Regions from separate parts of the Arachis hypogaea genome. Here region 2 is linked to region 1. A link is a contact called in public Hi-C data. All regions are on one chromosome and are shown on one strand. Each heading gives the region's core, a stretch centred on a gene start, on an enhancer-like site or on the middle of the called end of the contact. The rest is flanking DNA. Distances are from core to core; before and after follow the strand shown. Region 1 has its middle 12 kb from the start of LOC112728027. Region 2 holds the start of LOC112728030 (pyruvate decarboxylase 2).

The links. Hi-C and Micro-C count contacts between places; a contact is called where the count stands out from the background.
Region 2: a contact with region 1 is called in a Hi-C map of an unstated tissue, with 2.4 times the contacts expected there. The contact joins the promoter of LOC112728030 here to the enhancer-like site in region 1. A contact is called at or near these places in 3 of 8 Hi-C or Micro-C datasets (leaf and an unstated tissue).

The regions. Positions count from the first base shown.
Region 1 is chr12:105,005,053-105,008,280 of arahy.Tifrunner.gnm2.J5K5, reverse strand. No RefSeq gene overlaps it. Among protein-coding and RNA genes, the nearest start is that of LOC112728027, 12 kb to the right of the region's middle. Within about 2 kb of position 1,305, at least 3 of the 3 cell types and tissues checked have open chromatin away from gene starts, as enhancers often do.
Region 2 is chr12:105,059,012-105,062,373 of arahy.Tifrunner.gnm2.J5K5, reverse strand. LOC112728030 (pyruvate decarboxylase 2) reads right to left here and starts at 1,982. Exons shown (of 6, transcript XM_025778007.3): 1 at 1,225-1,982; 2 at 185-348; 3 at 1-61. The coding sequence starts at 1,749.

The DNA of each region.
Region 1 (3,228 bases), core at 56-2,555:
CTTTGCCTCAGCAAATCTAACTCTCCAATCTGCATTAGCCAAGGCTCTGTCTATTTGAAAACCCTTTCTAGCCCCTCCCATTGTGGTCCACGCCACGTGTATTTAGATCCCGCAAATCCAAGATCAATTAGTCCACATCTATGTATCCAAGAATCAAATTTCCTGCAAGCATTCAGATCCACCCTAGCTCCTCCTTTCTTTTCTAAAGCATTAGCAATTTCATTAAAATCTCCCACCATGAGCCATGCCTCCCTCATATCTTGAGCTATAGTATAAAGCTCTTCCCAAAGACATCTTCGCACATTTTCTTGGGGACTAGCATAAATGGCTGTTAAAATCCAACTTCTTTTATTATTAAACTTGACTTCCATATGTACATACTGTGTTCTAGATTTCAAAATAGTAATTCTAAGATCAGGGTCTCGCCAAAGCACCCATATTCCTCCACTAAATCCATTAGCTTCTTCTACGTGACAAAAAGGCAGCCCAAAATTTCTGATAACCCTTTGGGCAGTTTCTCCACTACATCTGGTCTCCATAAGGATCACAACATCTGGCTTATTCTGTTTAACAATTTCCTTCAGGGTGCGACAAAAGCCTCTACTTGCCGCCCCCCTACAATTCCACGAAAGGATAATCATAAGAAAAAAGATGATAAGAAGACCTCACTGTGAGGTTTGATCGTTCTCTCCCATCAGGGTGTCTCTGTTGCCTTGGCCAGCCTTTATATCAAAGGTTTCTTCTTCCATGTCTAGGTTTTCCTCCTCATGTGTGAATGTTTCATTATGTTGTTGGTTGAGAATGCTCTCTTCGTGTATCCTTACAGCTTCAATCATGACTTCCTCACTAATAGAATTAATGTCCGGTGGTTCTGGTTCAGTTGGTTCATGCATTTCAAAGTCTTCTAGGGGGGTTGTTTGAATATACGTTCCCTGTTGGGACTCTTCTTGAGAATGGTGCATAGTAGTTGTCCAATTTTGTGGGTGATTAGAGACGGTGTCTTGAAGCTGATTTTCTAGTTGGGTTTGGGTAGTAAATTGCTTGTTATGGTTAGATGGGATTCTATTGGGGCCAATGGTTGATCCAGGCTTAACGACCTTTTCTTTGTTTTGGCTTGTTGTGGTGGCATGTTGATTTCTAATTGGGTTATTTTCTTGGGTCTTGGTAGACTGATTCCGATTTGATTTAACGGATTGGGAAGGTTTATTTTTCGGGGCTCCATTAAGAGCATCTGTATTAGGTTCATGATTGTTTGGAATGTTCTGATTACTGTTGGGATCCTCAATTGTTGTGTCAGCATCCTTTTCTTGTAAAATAGCAAATTTCGTACCTGTTGTAGCAGCATTTTCCTTTGGGCCATTCTCCATACCTCCACTACTTGTACTATCCTTTTTTGCTCCCTTTTTGCCACGTGGCCTTTGGACAACCATCCAAGGTCCATACTCTTCATTCTCCTCATTCAAGACTTTTTTTCCCCTTTCAAAATTTTCTTTTCCAGAATTACCCTCTCTTTCTTCTCCTGTATCTGTTCTGCTAACTGTCTGTCCCTCAACACCGCTGGACCCTTCTACCACCACCGCAATGCTGGTTTCCTCTTCACTCTTCTTTGGGCAGTTACTTTTTTCATGCCCCACCATACCACAATCAAAGCAAATATTGTGTAATCCCTCGTACTCTACCTTATATTTAACTCCATTGATTGAATATTGAGCTACAAGAGGTTCTGTTAAATTCAATTCCACACATAATCTAGCAAATTTACCTCTGCTTAATCAACTCTGAGTCCTTCCTATGACATTGCCTATTCTTTTCAGCATCTCTTCATCATAGTATTCAATGGCTAGTCCTGGGAGTCTCACCCATGCTGCAATCTGATCAATGGATGCCTCCAGGGGATTGAAATCTGGTCTCCAGAACCGAATAGATAGGTAGTGATCCATTATTTTCCATGGTCCTTCAGTGAGAGCAAAATCCAGATCCTCTTGTGAATAAAACTTCACAATAAAGAACTCGTTTCCTAAGTCAATCACCTCAATGCTTCCCATTTTACCCCACATAGCTTCTAGTCTCCTAGTTAAAGCCATCAAGGAGATGCGTCTGCCAAGAAGTTTTACAATTAAGGTATCCCACCATGGACTTCTCAGCTTATCCATAGCTGCTTCATTGATTGAGAAATTGAAGATACCTCCAACTTTCTCCACACGTATTTCTGGTCTACCCTTTTTCTTACTCCCTTCACCCTTCTTTTGTTCTCCCTCTACTTCTTTGATGGCATCTCCCAGAACCTCATCCATGTGCTTGGCACATTCCTCTTTTTCTTTTTCAGCAGCTCCTTCCTCCATTATAACTGGCGTTCTTCCCTTTCGAACGGTGTCACTAAAGGATCTCTTAAGAGCAGTATGCTCCTCTTCCACATCTACACTTTCCTTCATCCATTTCTCCTCCTTTGGGATTAGAGATGGGTTTTCAGTTCCAGTGAAAGCTCATCCTTCCTCTTCAGTTCTCACTTTCTTGCCAATCCTAATAGATTGGTCCTGTTTTCTTCTGGTCGGAAAGTCTGGTGTGTGAGACCGTGAATGACCTCCTCGGGCGTATCCGCCCCTCATGGCTTGAGTTCAATGTAAGACGAGCGATGAAGAACGGTGGCTATACGGAGAGAAAATTTTCTCTAGAAAATTCTTGAGAAGTAATTTCTATTGTGTATAGAGTGAAAGTGGACTGGACTACTCAATAGAGCTCGATTTGATAACTGATTCTATTCTTACAATTATATGCTATTATATCTTGGCTAGGGTCGAGTACGGAAATAATAATTATAGTTTAAGCTTGCACAGTGGGACTCACAGGTTCGATCTTTGTCAATTGCTAATTTTGTGGCATCTATGCTTGAACAAAAATTTTAAACCTAAATTCTATATACCAAAATACAACAAAAAGGAAGGCCAGACACAAAAACCAATTATATACTCGAACAAAATTTGGGGATTGAGATCCTATAAGGCCCATTAAGTTCAACCCCTTAACGAGATCAAGAGCTAAAATTGTGATATCTCTGTGTCTTAACTTAAAAACCAAAAGAAAAGGCGATCATAATTAAATCTAACATTTGGGCTGAAATTATGAATACATTCTTGTATTATAAGGCACATAATTTCAATCCTTACAAAAGATTAGTAGCTAAAGTTGTGACATAATTAAAAAAACAACAAAAGAAAAGCCCATATTAAT
Region 2 (3,362 bases), core at 733-3,232, 53 kb before region 1:
CTTGTTTAGGAAGTCAGCTGCAGCCTCTACTGCTGCCTCCAACCCCATTTGATTACTCAATCTGTGAAATTCATCAAAAGAAAATATATTAGTGATCATTACAATCTTCTTAAACATAAAGAAGATGCAATTCAGTGGTAAAGAAAAATAAAATAAAATTAAGTAAAGAAGATGAGAATCATACTTTGGAGACAATGAAAATGGAACTGGCTCCCTACTGAAAGTGGGGTGAGGAATTGCAGCCAAGTTACAGCTGATGCTGATATAAACAGGTTTGCTTTCTTTCAGTGCGGTTGAGATTGCAGTGTCAAGCATCTCATGAGCATCTTCCAGGTTATTAACCACAGCCTATTATCAAAATCAATAAGAAAAACTAGTAATTACACATTAAGCTCACATTTCAGCATCAAAGAATAATAATAATAATATATGCAAACCCAAATACCCCTTTAATTTCATATTTGTAACCAAACAAAAATCACAAAATAGTCTACCTATGCTGGAAAGATTATGCTATATATAATCAAGCATTGCCAATAATATAATGTCTTTCAGTAAAATAAAGCACTACTAGACATCCAGAACGTTTGACTTCAAACAAGGACGAGTGATCAACATAGAATAAAGTATCATGACTCAAATTGAGGCATGTTTTCATTTTTCTTAAAAAATAATAATAAACAAAGAAGAAAAAATCATAGTGATGCAATCATATAATGTCACACAAATCATAATACGTCAAATTTTACTTTATAACTTTTTTTTAAACAAATGCTTTAATTTCTTTATAATCCATTAAAATAAAAATAACGAATCTAAACAACTGTATCCGGACACACACAGTCTCCAAATACGTATTCAAGATACAAATAATAGAAACATTTCATTTTCGAATGGCGGTAATATTTAGATAATAAAAATCACTATATGATATAGTTAACCAAAGACAGTAAGTAAACACAAAAATAATCCATACATGTTATATATCAACCGTACTAATATAAAATATATTAGTACGCTAAAATACAAAATAAATATTAAAAATGAATATAGCTGATTTTTATAGCTGGTTTGAGATACAAATAGCATTTTTGATATTTTATACCTATAATGAACCTTTAATTCGTTGTATTTTTAATATGGTTGATAACTAAAACCTTGAAGTTAATTAAAAAAAATTGCAGTACTTACTATTATTTATTAAATTAATTAATAATGATTTACCTGGTAGCAAGTAACAGTTTGGAAGCAGCGAAGCTCCTGGGTGAAATCCGGCAAGCCAATGGTGTGATGCAAGATCCGGTTGGTCCCATAGTCATTCGTGTTCGGTCCCCCGACGATACATATCACCGGCAAGTTCTCGCTGTACGCTCCGGCGATCGCGTTCAGCACGCTCAATCCTCCAACGGTAAACGTCACCACACACGCGCCCACGCCCCGGCTCCGCGCGTACCCGTCCGCTGCGTACCCGGCGTTGAGCTCGTTACAGCACCCGATCACGTTGAGGTTGGGCTCGGCGATCAGGTGGTCGAGGAGCGTCAGGTTGAAGTCGCCGGGGACGGAGAAAACGTCCGTGACGCCAATCTCGACCAGCCTCCGTGCCAGGTGGCGGCCTAGGTTGGCGTCGCAGGGTGTGACGAGAGATGAAGAGTGTGTGCCTTGGATTGTTGAAACGGTGCCGTTTGGTAAGGATCCTACGTCGTTGCACGCTGGCTTGCATGCATCTAAGGATCCTAACATTGCGTCCATTCCTTGGTAAATAACAAACCGTCTCAATATCAAATGCTTTACCACTGAACTATATCGATTCGAATGGAATACTTGTCTCTAACAGAAGAATGATTCTGAAGGGATTTGGAGATTTGATTTGGTGAATTTGTTTTGTGTTGTGTTGTGGAAAATGATGAGAGGGGAATTTATATATAAGGGTGTATGTCTGTACGTAGTTGTAGTGTTACTTGGGAAAGTGGTATGAAAAAGACAGTGGGATGAGAGATGGAAATGGCATTACAAGGGGCGGTATTCGGTTTTTTTGGAGTTTCTTGGTTTTGTTTTGGTGATGGCCGTGGTGCAGTGATTTCAGGAGTATTGTCTTCTACCTTGTTCCCTTTTACAGTGCTTGGGAAAGAAGAAACTGCCAACGCATATTTGGTAACTTCCTTACTCTTTTTTTTTTTTTTTTTTTGTATATAAAGGGGTCTGATCTTTGCATTAAATTGCTTAAATATTTAATGATTATTTTCATAATTGTATACAAATGAAAATATTATTAGTCAAACCCTTCATTTCATGATACTATTATTAGTAATTTTGGGACCCATAGTAACAAAAGCTTATTAATTAGGAGTTTAATTTTGAGGTATTCACGGTAAAAGACGTGTAATTACTAATTAGTAATTATTTTTATGTTTTAGGAGAAGTTCATTATAGTGAAGATTTTCTGTACATCTATTGTAGTGTTTGTTTTGAGGTATTGAGACAGAGATTGAAAGAGTGAGACTCAGTATTATGTTTGTTGGTTCAGAGACTGGTACTAAAATTTTTATCTTGTATTCAAAATTTTAATATTTCAGTACCTCCAAAAAGTGGGAATACAGGAGACTACAATTTTTAGAGACGACTGAAATTTTAATAACTTTTTATACTTAAAACACCTTTATTTCAATTAATTAATTCTAATTTTACCCTTTATACAAATTAAATTAGAATTTCATTTTTGTTTCAATTTCTGTCTCTCACTTCACACCAAATAGAATACTGAGATTTATTTTCAATTTCTGTCTCTCAGTCTCCGTCTTTCCGTCTTTGTTAGGGGTGTTCAAATACAAACCGATTCAAATTAAACCGCTCATCCAATCCGATCCAAACCGAAAACCGATTAAAACCGCACTAATTCGGATTTGATTTGATTCTATTTTTTGCAAATTGTTAGATTGGATCGTCGGATCTACTTTTCATAACCAATCCAATACAATCCAAATTGCACAATGTGCTATAATATTATTATTTTATTATTATATTTACAATTATATTTATAACATGTTCAATTTGTTATACATTTTTCTATTATTCATGTATTATTATTATTTAATAAATATTTTATATTCAAAATGTTATTTATTTATTTATTTTAACTAATCTATAATTTTATTTCCATTATTATATTATCGTTGGCTTTCTAAGATATTGTTAAGACTTGTTATGCCATTGTTAATTATTTAAAATTTGATGTTGAGACTTATTATATGTATTTAATTTTTTTATTTAAAAAACCGGAAATTCAAACCGATCCAAGCGGCTTGTAATTGGATCGGATCGGATTTCCAAAAAAAAAATTATCCAATATAAACTGCACCGCACAT